Regions from separate parts of the Mus musculus genome. Here region 2 is linked to region 1. Evidence: chromatin contacts called from public Hi-C data. All regions are on one chromosome and are shown on one strand. Each heading gives the region's core, a stretch centred on a gene start, on an enhancer-like site or on the middle of the called end of the contact. The rest is flanking DNA. Distances are from core to core; before and after follow the strand shown. Region 1 overlaps Plcb1 (phospholipase C, beta 1). Region 2 overlaps Plcb4 (phospholipase C, beta 4).

Region 1 (6,678 bases), core at 2,368-4,867:
CTGGGATAAAGTCGTCACCAGAAAAACTTGCTGTGGACATGGAAAGCAAGTCTAAACCAGCTGTCAGGCACTTGGAGTGTGGGGAAGCACTGTTGGAGGACTATACCATTATAGAGGCAATTATTTTATAGGACCGGCATTGATGCTACAGACACTTACTGAATGCTTACCTTCAATAGGGTATAGCTGATGGAGTGGACAGGATAACAGGCTCACAAGTCTTGGCACATTTCATTTTGTCCATTGGTAATGGCATACCATCATAACTGTTTCGTGCATTTACTTATTTAGCTTGAACCAGAAAGTGTTCTAGATACTTACCAAACATTAACTGTTTTGATCCTGGAAGAAACCTCATAAGGTAGGCAATCTTATGATCCCTAACTCATGTATACCCTCAAGGATAAAGATGGAGACACGGCACAGAGAAGTAAGTGACTTGCTAAATGGACTGAATTTGAATCCAAGGACACCTGGTTCCAAAGTCTGCACTCGTACCCATCACTTTGGTTTTTGCTGTGACATGGAAGCTGGTGGCATGAATCAAACTAGCATTTCCTTCTGTGTTATTTATTCAGAAGCCTGTCTCTGCTACTCTGAACCAAGCTGAGATCAGTTTAGCTGTTTCACTCACATGTGTATTCAGCTAGGGGTGTCTATCCCAGGACATCGGGCTTAGCAGTCCTTCCACAGAGCCTCTCCTTGTCTACCACTATAGCAGAAATCTGTAAAGGCTGGACAGACTCTCTATGGTCCTTTGTTTGCATTAAACGTTGCTGTTCTCTCATTTGATGGAAGCATCTAGGGAGATCCAGAGGCAGTGTGGGAAGGCTTTATTCAGGAGCATGAGAAAGTTGGAGTGGAAACAGAGCACATTGTGCAATTAACCTGACACTTCTTGATTTCACACTATGCTGAGTTAATCTTGCTTTCTTGACAGTTTCAAATTTGGTATTTCAGACTCCAGAGGAATTTTGAAAATGCCATAATGTGTAGCCTTACTGTTACAGGAAGAAAATAAAAGCAGTATGAAGCAGAAAGTTAAAAAGATGTTTATGATCTTAGGCTGACCCTGGAGAAACATCTTCCGAGGCTCCAAGCGAAACCAGGACAACGCCAGCAGAGAATGGGGTGAATCACACCGCATCCCTTGCACCCAAGCCGCCTTCCCAGGCTCCACACAGCCAGCCTGCTCCAGGTAAACAGCGGGACAGTGCCATTTGCTAGCTCTCCAACCTTCAGCTTCTGGGCACTTCTGCGGGCCCAGAAGCTATGGCTGAGGGATATAAGCAGACTATAAGTGATATGGGTGGGCAGGTGGCAGGATGGACACATGGTTGACTGTTACCAAGCCTCACAGATACTCACCTGGCTCTGCTGAGAACCTAAAACCCACCTGTGTCATTGGTTGTTATTTGGGGGTGAATTATGATCCATCCACTAATAGAGTTTGAGTTTGTGAAGAGTTCTACAAACAACTTACCAGTATGCCTTAGAAGCACTTTCTTGCTTCCACTTCAAGGCTCTGCCACCACCTGATTTTCCAGTAACCTTAAATGTCCTCTTATGCTAGGCTGTCTGCTAGAGTGTGCATTTGAGTTAGGTCATCTCATCATCCCAGTCCTCAGCAGGGTGCATTCTATAGTTTCATTTGGGAGATGATGAAGCACTTCCTGAAGGACACAATGCCAGAGAAGGGAAGCCAGGTCAGAGGGCGTATGGTACTACTAAAGTGCTTGCTTTTAGCTTCCGTTCTTCACCCAAATCATTTCAATGCCTCTCATGTTAGCATTTCAACTCACTCTCCTTAATTGAGTGTATGTATGGTGTGTGTGTGTGTGTGTGTGTGTGTGTGTGTGTGTGTGTGTGTGTGTGTATGTGGTAGTGTTTGTCTCTCTGTGTATGATATGTATGTGTCTGTGTGTTTGTATGTGTATATATGTATGTGTATGTGTGTATGAGTACTGTGATGGTGATGGTGTGTATGTCTGTTATGTATGTGTGTGTGTATGTATGTGTGTGTATATATATATATATATGTGTGTGTGTATGCACATATATATGTGGGGTGGCATTTGTGTATATGTATGTGCATGTGTGAGGGGTGTGGTGGTAGTGATGATGATGTGTGTGTATGATATGTATGTGTCTATGTTTGTATGTATGTATATATGTATGTGTGAGTGCTGTGGTGGTGGTGTGTGTGTGATATATATGTGTGTTTGTATGTATGTATGTGTGTGTATATGTGTGTGTGTGTGCTTGTATGTGTAATGTGTGGTGTGTATATATGTGTATGTGTGAGTGGTGTGGTGATGGTGGTAGTAATGGTGTGTGTGTGTGTGTGTGTGTGTGTGTGTGTGTGTGTTTTTGTGTTTCTCTTAACAGACAGAAGCCATCCTGAGAGCAAGTTGAGCTTCATGCATCCTCTGTAATCACTCACTTCCAAGAAGTGGCATGCATTTGAGCCATCTAGTTGAGTCAGTTAATAAAACAGGAGGGGGATAACATAAAACATGAGAGTGTGACTCTGTGCCCGTTTTCTTCTCTGTCATAGTGGAACATGGAATTGGTGAAATACAGATCTTCTCACTGATGGGCAAGGCTGCTTTTTCAGAGAATATGTTTTATAAATACAAATCCTTCTTCATTTGTATCAACCATGCATTCACTGATCCTCTACTCCTATGAAATCAATAATAGGAGAGAGTGAACCATAACAGGACACGGCATTTCCAAATGATTATTATCTACCACATGCAAACACTTTCAGGGCTTCTGAACTGAGCTTATTGCTTCTGGGAATAAAAGAGAATTTGCCATTTTAACATCTTGATTTTTAAGTGATACTCAAAAAATAATTTGGCTTACAGGAAACAGTTAAAAATATTACAGACTCTGTGATGCAAACTCTCCTTTCCCGCTAAAGTCAGCAAGAACACAGTAAGCTTTCAAAACAAGTTAGTCTTCTGTAAGCTTGGCCTGCCTTGCACCAGGGTCTATTGATTGTCCTAGATTTGCACCCAGGGTCCCACAGTGAGAGCACTTGCTCATCATGTCTCCACGATCACCTTCCTTCTGTAACAGCTCCCAACTCTCTCTTGTTTCTCATACCCCTGATATTTTATTATTTTTCAAAATGTCCCTTGCTTCCTTTGAGCTGCCTCAATGTTTTCTTGTCATTAATCTGGGCTTCTGTTTTGATGCTGTGCCCTTCTTAATGCATCTTGGTGGGGACAGGTAATGTTGCCATGTCCCAACCCTAGGTCAAAATGGCTTCCCTCTGAAAGTTTTGCTTCCCACTCCTCTGTGTAGAAGCATTTTGAGGGTGTGTAATACCTGTTACACCTCACACTTGGCACAGTGATCATGAAGTTGATTGGTCTTTGGTCAGCATTCACTCTTTAATCATGTCATTCCTGATCTTGCCAGAAGGTGGCAGTAGTATTGCTGAGATTGAATTTCTTGTTTTGGTTCAAGTAGAGGGATGTCTCCCTATCTATGGAGAATGCCCGTAGTTACTCATCAGCATAGCATTGAATCCAAGTTACAAACTAAAGAGGTTTTACTGTAATTATGTTGTAAACAACTTTCTACAACTTTTTAGCCATCTCTCTAAAGAGACTTAGAATTTGGGGGCACAGGGGCAGGACCCCCCCAGTCCTGGAGATGAAACCCAGATGGCCAAGTGCTCTTCTACCCCGGGGCTGCACCTCCATCCACAAACATGCTTGGAAAATGAGATAGAAATTTGGAAGATAAAGAAGGCCATCTCTTTGATCTTTTTGGTTGCAGGGTCTGTGAAGGCACCTGCCAAAACAGAAGATCTGATCCAGAGCGTGTTAACAGGTGAGCATAAACCATTTTTCCTCATGGAATTTGCCACATGAACATTGCACAGTAAGTGTACAGAGGGGAGAAGAAACCCGGCCTTGGATTACACCTAGTCAGGGACAGTTTCCAGAAGATGTCACGGCTCCTGGCAGTCCTCTGCCTTTTCCCTGGTGTTTACCATGACTGAAACGTGTCAGCTTTGCAAGAATGTGCAGGGCTGCAGATTGGGGATATGTAAACTTTATCCACACAGCTATATTTCACCAAAAATACATAAATCATTCCTAGAAATTATGAAGAACTTACAAGGCAACAAAGCACGTTTTTAAAGGGCTTCCATGGGAAGCAATACAATGCTGATGAAGAAAACAAGATACTGAAATGTTATCTAAAAATCTGCAAGTGTATACACACAGGGTCTGCACCGCACCCTATCTGTGGCTATCTCTGAACAGTTCACCCATTAGTGATATGTGTCTTTATGCAGATGAGCATTACTTTTTACATTTGGGGATATTCCCAAGGGATAGTCTTTTACCCGGAGGCTTTTTCAAAGACAGGTTAGACTGTCTTTTTCTTAGAGGGTTGGAGCACGGGGAGTTCTGTTTCTAGACTGTTTGTGGCTCATGTTCTAGGTTCTCATGAGGTGGAATCGGCTACCAGAAAATGCAGAAGTTTCTCAGGATTATAAATTCTTAATGCAGCCATTATTACGCAACTGTCTGAAGTCAGTTTGAACCTGAGGGAAACTGTTAAATAAATGTATCTAGTTCTCTCCACAACTTCTTCCTTCAATAAGAAGAAAAAGTAGTTGTCAGGACAGACACACAGTAAGAGAAGGAAGCACTGTTTAAAGGCCTTGGTGTTTAGCAACAGAAATTACCATTCCAGCTTCCCTGTTTATGCACAGCCCGTTTCTATCCAGGTTTGCTATGGTTTCTGATATATATTATTTCTGAACCTCTTGACAGTTCCAAATATTTATGGTATCTTTTGTGGTGTTGTTCCTAAAACAGAAAGTTCAAATCAAGAAATGGAAACATGTGAACTCTGACTTAGCTGGGTCCAAATAAATGATAATTCATTGAAGTTGAGACACCATACATTGAAAGGCTCCCCAAAACCCCATTCTTGTAATTCTAGAGAAAGCAATAGAGAAGCTAGTGTGGGATCTTGACTTCAGAAGTGAGAACTCATTTTACAAATGCTTATTATAGAAGTGATGGAGTGTGCCTATGTAGTGATTTAAGATCAGACTTTGTCACATTGACCATTTTTTTCCTCAACATTGGATAAAACACTACAGTCATACAGGTGGCCCTAGCCCTGCTGGAGCCTTTGTGAAAGTTAGATTAAAGGACACTTTCTTGGCACACCTGACTGTCATATCCCCTGATATGTAGGGAGAAACCTACGGTGTGTCCCTTGTCAGTGCATCCCCTGAATGACGCTGAACCTGTGTGATCATTTGCTAAGTCGCTTTAGCAGTGGCTGTCAACTCGTGGGTCATGACTCCTCCAGCAAACCTCCATTTCTAGAAATATTTACATTATGATTCATGACAGTAGCAGAATTATAGTTATGAAGTAGCAGCAAAAAACAATTTATGGTTGGGGATTACCACAACATGAAAAATTAAAGGTCCACATCATTAGGAAGGTTGAGAACCACTGATCTAAGGCATGGTACCAAAAACAACAAAACACTTTCCATGATTTTTATTTTATTTAACCATCAGACCAGCCTTTAGTAGAAATGCCATCATCCCTAAGAAGGATGAAGTTGGGGCCTGCTCCATTTTCCTCTGATGTGATATGTTCTGTTCCCGGGCATAGTGAGGCTAGGTTATTAACTCTGCTTCTCTGCAGAATTTTCCTCTATATAAAGGGAAATCTTCTTTTGATCATCCCAAATTCACAAGAAGCTGGCCTTCATGGGGAGACCAGACCCGGTGTGCCATGCACACCTTGGGTTCTCGTAGGATTGTTCAGAAGTCATACTGAAATTGATGTGCGTGCTTTTGCTTGGTTGTTTCCACTGCTGATCTACTTTCCCTCTCCTCAGCTCACAAGGAGCCACAGGCACACAAATCCCCATTCTAGACTCTCCTTCTGGGAAAACCAAACTTAAAGCCCCAAAGAAGGAACTCGCTCTCTGCAATGTTTTGTTAGCACAGTCGTTAGCTAGTGGCCAGAGCAGTTTACTGACAGTTCTGACATCTAGGCTGTGCTCTTCAGCCACTCTTGGAAGGAATAAGCTGTTCCTCTCTGAACAGGATGCCACTGTCCCTACCCCTGGACTCTCAGCCACTCTGTCACTCAGCTCCTAACGCTCCTCTGTTGCAGAAGTAGAGGCGCAAACCATCGAAGAGCTCAAGCAACAGAAATCGTTCGTGAAACTTCAAAAGAAACACTACAAAGAAATGAAAGACCTGGTGAAGAGACACCACAAGAAAACCACGGAGCTCATTAAGGAGCACACGACCAAGTACAACGAGATTCAGAATGACTACCTGAGAAGGAGGGCAGCCTTGGAGAAGTCCGCCAAAAAGGACAGCAAGAAGAAGTGAGTCCATAAAGAGATGCTGCCCTGGCGGGGGGTTGATGGTTTATATGCTGTGATGCCACAGGGAGCAAAGTCACTCCACAGGCTCCACCCTGCCCTTCTTGAGTATTTTCAGTTCACAGTTGCTTATAAGCTAAATTTAGTTCCCTCCTTCCTACCTTCCCTCTCTTCTCCCCTCCCCGCTTTCCAGGCTAGTCTTGGCTGGCTGAATTCCTGTGACCCTTCTTTCTCTGGTCTTGGCATAGCTAGTACTTTGGGTATGGATTTCTTCATTTGAAC
Region 2 (6,678 bases), core at 2,742-5,241, 490 kb after region 1:
CAGAGATAGATACACAGTGTCCCACTTACACCTCTGTTCTCTAACGAATGGAGAATGTGGCATGTGAGCTGCCGGTCTTTTCTGACACGTGCTGGTGACCTATGGCAAGCGTAAAGGCTCATGGTGCAAGGAAGGGACTGGCCATTTTTATGCTGGTGTATTTCATTGCAGTCCAGATGAGAAGAGTTGATGCTGAGGTTTTCTTATGTGGTGGTTTGAAAGAGGATGTCCTCTTGTTGGTTCAGATGTTTCAATCTTGGTTCCCGGTTGGTGGCACTGTTTGGGGAGGCTTAAGAGGTGTGGCTTTGTTAGAAGATGCATGTCAGTGGAGGTCAGCTTAGAAAATGAAAAGCCTTTCTCCATTTCTTCTGTTTCTTTATTGTGAGCCCCAGTGTAAGCTTCAGCAGGCTGTTGCTGGCTGCCCTGCTTCTCCTCCATGAGGAACTCCTATCCCTCTAAAACAGAAACACAAACAAACCCTTCCTATGAGTTGCCTTAGTCATGGTAATTTGTAGCAGCAACAAAACTTTAATGTCCATGGTTTCCAGCTGTATTTAACAACAGCCTGACCCATGAAGGTGCATGTTACATAGGCAGGGCACCCAGAGCCCAAGCTTTCAAGTACTTTTTCTTAAAAAATACATAGAAAGTATTTATTAATGTAGGTCTAAAACTGAATATGAAGCAAAGAGTCAAGCAAAGATACATACTAGTTTTCCCAGGATTATTTATCAATTGGTGACTTTTCATAATACCTTACTTCTGGCTGGACACTGCATCTGCATGCATCCAGTACAATCCAGTACACTCACCCCAACAAATACCTAGTATAATCACACTAACAAGGACCTAGTACAATCACACTAACAGTCCCTAGTACCTCCAGGTTACAGCTGGAGGGAGCTCCATAGGATCTTACAGCTGGCTGATGTCATAGCTGGGGTTCCATTATTGTCTTGTGCAATAATTGAGTAATCACTGTGAGCCCCAGATGGCAGCTGATATGTCCTTAGGTGACCCGACTGCCACAGGTTCTCTTACCCACTTGATGCCTCTTAAGCAAGATGACTAATAGCTTTTTGAGGCCTGGCAAATTTTGATGCCTGGTATCTAAGAGGTCAAGAAACTCTCTAAGGACAAAGTGCAGACTTAAACCTGAAATTAAATGATTCGTTATTAGTTTATTCTCTGTATATTTTGTCTGTGTTCTTTTATCTATATGTTGAGTATTTTTTATTCTATAGGGGGTTATATACAGCATATAAAATGATTCACTTTCCTGTACATATATAAATTATTTCAGATGCAAACATGAGCTCGAAATAATTATATTGCCAGGTGGAAATGTTCTTTGCCTTATAGAGTTATTATAAAGTGTATTTATATTATAAAGGCATTATTAACATCAAATACTGAGTTAATAAAAAGTTTCTAAAACATATTTCAAAAATTACAAAAGAAAAACTTGGTAAGACATCGTCACCAAAATGAAAACTGTGGCTCCCATTAGGATATTTTAGTTAGTTTGTTTCTGGGCAGCTTTCTGCCTAGTTGCTAACACATACCGCACCTTAGCTTTTCACTGAACACCATCCAGCAAGCATCACGCTTGTCGTGAGAAGCTCTGAAAGTGTTGCATTTAATGGCCTCGCTCTGCTTTGTTTTGGGGATTTGTCAGTTCATTGTACCCTACCCTACTGTTGGAGGCTTGGTGTAGTCCCTGTGTTTCTCTGCTGCAAGCCAACTAGCCAGCCAACCCTGTGTATTTTGCAGATGGCAAAGCAATTGTAACACAGCTGAGGTGAGGACCAAGTTGTTTAGCTGCAGTGTGCTAATAATAATAGCAGAGTGCATTGTGGGGGCTTCTATAGTTTCCAGTTATTTAGCAACATAGGCCATATCTTCAGGGACTTTCTGAATGGGCCATGATCTTCTGGCCTGTTCCTCTTGTAGTCTTCCGTTTCCTGTCACAATTGAGATTATTAGTAAAGGACCCTCAAACTGTCTCTTCCTGTTATGTCTCTTAGTTGTGAGGAAGAGGGAGGCAAAGACATCATGTTCTTTGCTTTACTTGAAAGTTGAAGTGGGCAGAGGCGATGGGACACTAAAGACAGGGAGGAAAGCCAGAATCTCTGTCCAGTGTCAGTGGGTCCCCATCCCTTCTTGGCTGGCATTAGCACCAGCAGGATATTCTCTCTAGAATTACCCAGAGCAACACTGACAGAGAAGCCTCGCTGCCTTGCTTGGGTTTCCAGTGTTGGGCTCCACACCTTTGCTGTGGCCCGTCCTTTGGATTCTGAGCCCCTGGCATGCTTTCAGTAGTTCTTGTCTTTGTTCCTATTTCCATAATGACATTTCCCTCTATGAAAACAATAATAAAGTGGAGGAAGCCCAGGTCCGAGATGATCACTCTGCAGTAGAGTCAGCCATAAATGTATCTTCAGTCTCCACAGAAGGTGGACTAGCATATGTTCCTCATCATAAAAGGCCGAGGGCACACTTTCCTGTGGTTCAGCAAAGGACTTTGAGCTGGGGTAAAGAGACAGCTATCCCATGGGAAGAAAAAAAAGTTTTTTAAAGAGGCATACCACATATTACATAATAGATGCTGTTTTGAAAGTTTCCCCAGAATTAATTTCCCATATTAAATCATGTCTCAGACTTTCTCAGGAACTTTGCTTTTTAAAAGAACTGTTAAATTTTGTAGCAAAAGTAAAGTGTCATAACACTCATATGCTGACTCCAGGACAAGGATATCTTGTTTAAATTTGGGAATTGCTTTAGGCCTAAGTTTCCTCTCTCAAATGCAACTTAGTCACAAGGCAGCTTTCTTCAGGTTAGAGGAGAGAGAACACTGCACAACTTACTATTTGAAGTCGGTTTTAACCCTTAACAAGCATTGCCATGAATCTGAAAATTACCACATTCTATACATGTAAAATAACATTTTGGATTAGTGGTTCTTTAAGCTTTGAGCCATATCTGTTAGGCTGGTTATATTACCATATTCACAATAGCCCATGGCTCATTAGTTATAAAGGATAGGATGGTATGGTCTAGGAGAACTTCTAAGTAATTCAGTTGAACCATGATGCTAAATAGATGTTCAAGTAAAACTGAACACTAACATGTTTTACTCTTATGTTTATCACATATTTTATTGTCTACATTTTCCTCAGAAAGTATAGGCTCTTATGTTTAGACTGATTGTCTAAGTAGTGTGAAATGTAGATGTGAATGCTTTTCTTAATTGAATTGAGGATGACTTAAAAGCTAGGCTTCCTAGAAAATTGTATATAGCAAATGCATGTCTTTTCCTTCTGACTTGGTTTAATTAGAAAAAAGTGAGCTGGCAGAGAGCTCTGTGGGTAAAGACATTGCTATCTGATTATGCAAGCTTAAAGACCTGAGTTTGATTTCATAAACCTGTATAAAGGTGAAAGGATAGAATCGACTCCACAGAGTTGTGTTCTGACCAACACACATACACAATGCCATACATGTACTCTTAATCCTCATACACCACACACACACACACACACACACACACACTACACAACACACAACACACATATACATACTAGCGTGCTCTTTCTTTAATAAGAAAAAAGTAGCATTGAAGCTTTAACACTGCACTTTGAACATCTTTTTTCATGATTGTGTTATTGATATAGCAAGTGATTTACCAACAGGACCAGACACTCAAATTAAACATAAAATGCAGCTGGATGTTGTAAATGGCTGTTAGACAGTCCCTGCTACACAATACTGTTATAGAAGCCAGATGCCCTCACTCAGAGCCTTAGTCACTTTCAGAATCACATGGCCATACTCATTGCTTGGAAGGGAAGAGAATCCATTAATAAGAATAATTTGGGAAAAAGCAAACCCTGACATCAAACGGAATCGAGACTAAAACATAGACATGTAGCTTTGTTTCCCTGAGGAATAATGGCCTCCGTGTCATTGCTCATTCGATTATGTACTCCTTTTGTAGATAGTCTCTGGTTGTCTGCTAAGTGCCTATTACTGCTAGGGACTGGGTTTAGAGAATAGAGAAGGGGGGAGGGTCACAGACAAATAAGCCACGATCTTTTTCTTGTCAGGCTGCTCATACTAAAGAGTACATGTGTTTGCTCATAGTAATTAGTGTCATCCAGAAGGCGATGTTATAGTTTTATATGCTTCCTTGAAAAAAATTCACTGATAGATGATTAATCCTATTATTTTATGTTCTCAAATTTCTACCCAGGATCATTTGCTAGTTTCTAACTGCCCATCCTCTTCAGTCCCTGGAGATCCTTTCTCCTTTCCTGGATCTTCTTTATTTTGTCTTGCAGTAGGGTTTTATGCAGTCCAATCTAGCCTTATGCTCTCTCTATATGCAAGAATGGCCTTTGACTTCTCATCCTCCTGGCTGAGTCTCCTGAATACAAGTACTGGAATTACAGGGATGTTTTACCATAGCCAGCTTGGATCTCGTTTGTATTCCTTAACAATATCATTCTGTGCAACGTACTGAGAATGGGCTTTTGTTGTTGGTCATTTCTGCTTTACAGCTTAGGGAAGGTGAAATGCAGTCTGAGATGGGGTCCCAGCTCTCGGAGTTTTTCCAGGTGAGAAACAGTGGGCACTGAGGTGGGATGGAGGCTGTAGTTCTCAAACTCCAGGGACCTAAGGCAGGCTAGGCTAGGAGTAAGGATCAGTTGGAAGAGGGGCGAGACTTGGGTGAGGCTCTGAATGACAAAGGCCTCCTCCCATGGCCTCCTCCCATGACTGTCCTTGATGAAGGGAAGCTCATTGGCTAAACACTTGGGGCCTATCTAGATACCTCATTAGCATGGAAAACTCAAAAATAAAACCTTTTTTTTCTTTTTTTTTTTCTGAGACAGGGTTTCTCTGTGTAGCCCTGGCTGTCCTGGAACTCACTCTTTAGACCAGGCTGGCCTCGAACTCAGAAATCCGCCTGCCTCTGCCTCCCAAGTGCTGGGATTAAAGGCGTGTGCCAACATACCCAGCAAAACCTTTTATAAAGTTTTTTTTTTTTTCATCAAGTTTTTATGCTATCTGACCGGTTGTCATGGTCCTCTTAGTGGGGTAGAGAGGTCATGTCCTCCAGGACAGGAACCTGGTCGGGAACTAGTTCAAACTCCTGTTCTTCTCACTTCTAAGAGTTATTGGGGTTCTGAACTTGCTACTACCTTACCAGTTCTTCTGTCTGGTGGCACAGTCCACTGCCCCACAGGCCTTCAACCTCTAGAGGCTGCAGAAATCTCTTTCTCATTTTTCCTTCCTTGTTTGTGAAGATATATTATTTCTCGTTTCCTGCATTACAAATTACTCTGAAGTTGTATGGACTTATAAAACAGTCCTGGTTTTCTTTTCTCTCATAACTTGGTTTATTGGTCAGGTGATTTGGCTGTTCAGACCCAGTTCATCGAGGAACAGATGACAAGAGGTGGCCTTGTTCACAGATTTGGGGGCCATAGTTGTGATGATTGAGTGAGTGAGGCTATCGTTTCCCACAGCCTGCAGTGTTCCAAACAGAAGGTGTGTATCTAAGCACAGGGCATATGCCTGAGCACATGTGTAATGCCATGGAGAGAAATAGTCTCCCTCTTTTGATGGGAGAAGCTGCAGAGACATGCAAAAGAGTGTCTCTTTTAGTAATATACTGCCATTCATGCAGGGTGGGGGGCACATCTTGCCCTCTGAATGAAACAAGTAAAGTTCACTTCCTACAACTGCTGGATGAAAGGAGAATGGTCCACAAAGCCTTCTATGTACTTAGGGATTTCATTTGCTTCAAATGACAGTTATATCTCACTTCTTTAACCTCAGTAGAATACATTCAGGCCTCTGAGCATTGGCCAAATTCAGATACCATGCGTTTCCATCCTTGACCGCTGTGTGATTTGAGGCCAGTCTTCCAATAGATGGGGACTAGGCCAGGGCCTGTGTATATGAAGTGATTGCAACTCTCAGGAAGAAAAGGGTAACACTTCTAATCTACCAAACCTTAACCACATCTTATTATATTACTTCAGGTCTTTCTCCTTCCAGGACTAGATGAATGGTCTTCCCTGGTAAGGGTCATCTCACCTTCAAATGCCTATAAAATGTTGGCTCATTTGAGATGCTGTCCACCCACATCTCATGATTTCCAACATCTATCATTCTGATCATGGGATCTATGTCTAATCCTCTCTGGGAAACTGCACATTATCCTGACTAACAGGGACAGTAAAAGAATTAAGAAATGAGTATCTGAAAGATGAGGACGACTCTATATTTAACTCTCGTGTTTTATATTGTTCTTTTCTACTGTATATTTTAATGTTCCATTTAATTGTTTTTGTTGTTGTTGTTGTTTTGTTTTGTTTTGGTCTGGGTCACCAACACCTTAGGTCACTGTCACAGAGTCACTCCCTTATTAATTCCTTCTTTGTAGAAAGATCAGAAGCAGATGTTCATTGATTCCACTAAAGACAATATGGAGTGTCAGCTTTGTGCCCCATGCATATGGGTGGCAAATGCAAATGGAAAGCAAAATTTGTAAAGTTGCTATCCTAGTTGAGGGACAAGTCGAATATTCATAAAAACATACTGAAGATGTGTGTTAAATAGAAAAACAGAGCAGGCAAGAAAGAGACTTGTCAGTGGTGATGCTCTGATGTT

Evidence for each region. A called contact is a pair of places that touch in the nucleus more often than the background predicts.
Region 2: a contact with region 1 is called in a Hi-C map of the N1E-115 cell line, with 3 times the contacts expected there. The contact joins two enhancer-like sites.

The regions. Positions count from the first base shown.
Region 1 is chr2:135,358,589-135,365,266 of GRCm38.p6, forward strand. It overlaps Plcb1 (phospholipase C, beta 1), which reads left to right. Exons shown (of 32, transcript NM_001145830.1): 24 at 1,066-1,198; 25 at 3,796-3,849; 26 at 6,180-6,399. Among named protein-coding and RNA genes, the nearest start is that of 4930545L23Rik, 150 kb to the left of the region's middle. Within about 2 kb of position 3,618, at least 2 of the 459 cell types and tissues checked have an H3K27ac peak or open chromatin away from gene starts, as enhancers often do. A contact at or near this core is called in the N1E-115 cell line, where this site is marked.
Region 2 is chr2:135,852,285-135,858,962 of GRCm38.p6, forward strand. The region is part of intron 3 of Plcb4 (phospholipase C, beta 4); the gene reads left to right. Among named protein-coding and RNA genes, the nearest start is that of Gm14210, 43 kb to the left of the region's middle. Within about 2 kb of position 3,992, at least 23 of the 459 cell types and tissues checked have an H3K27ac peak or open chromatin away from gene starts, as enhancers often do. A contact at or near this core is called in the N1E-115 cell line, where this site is marked.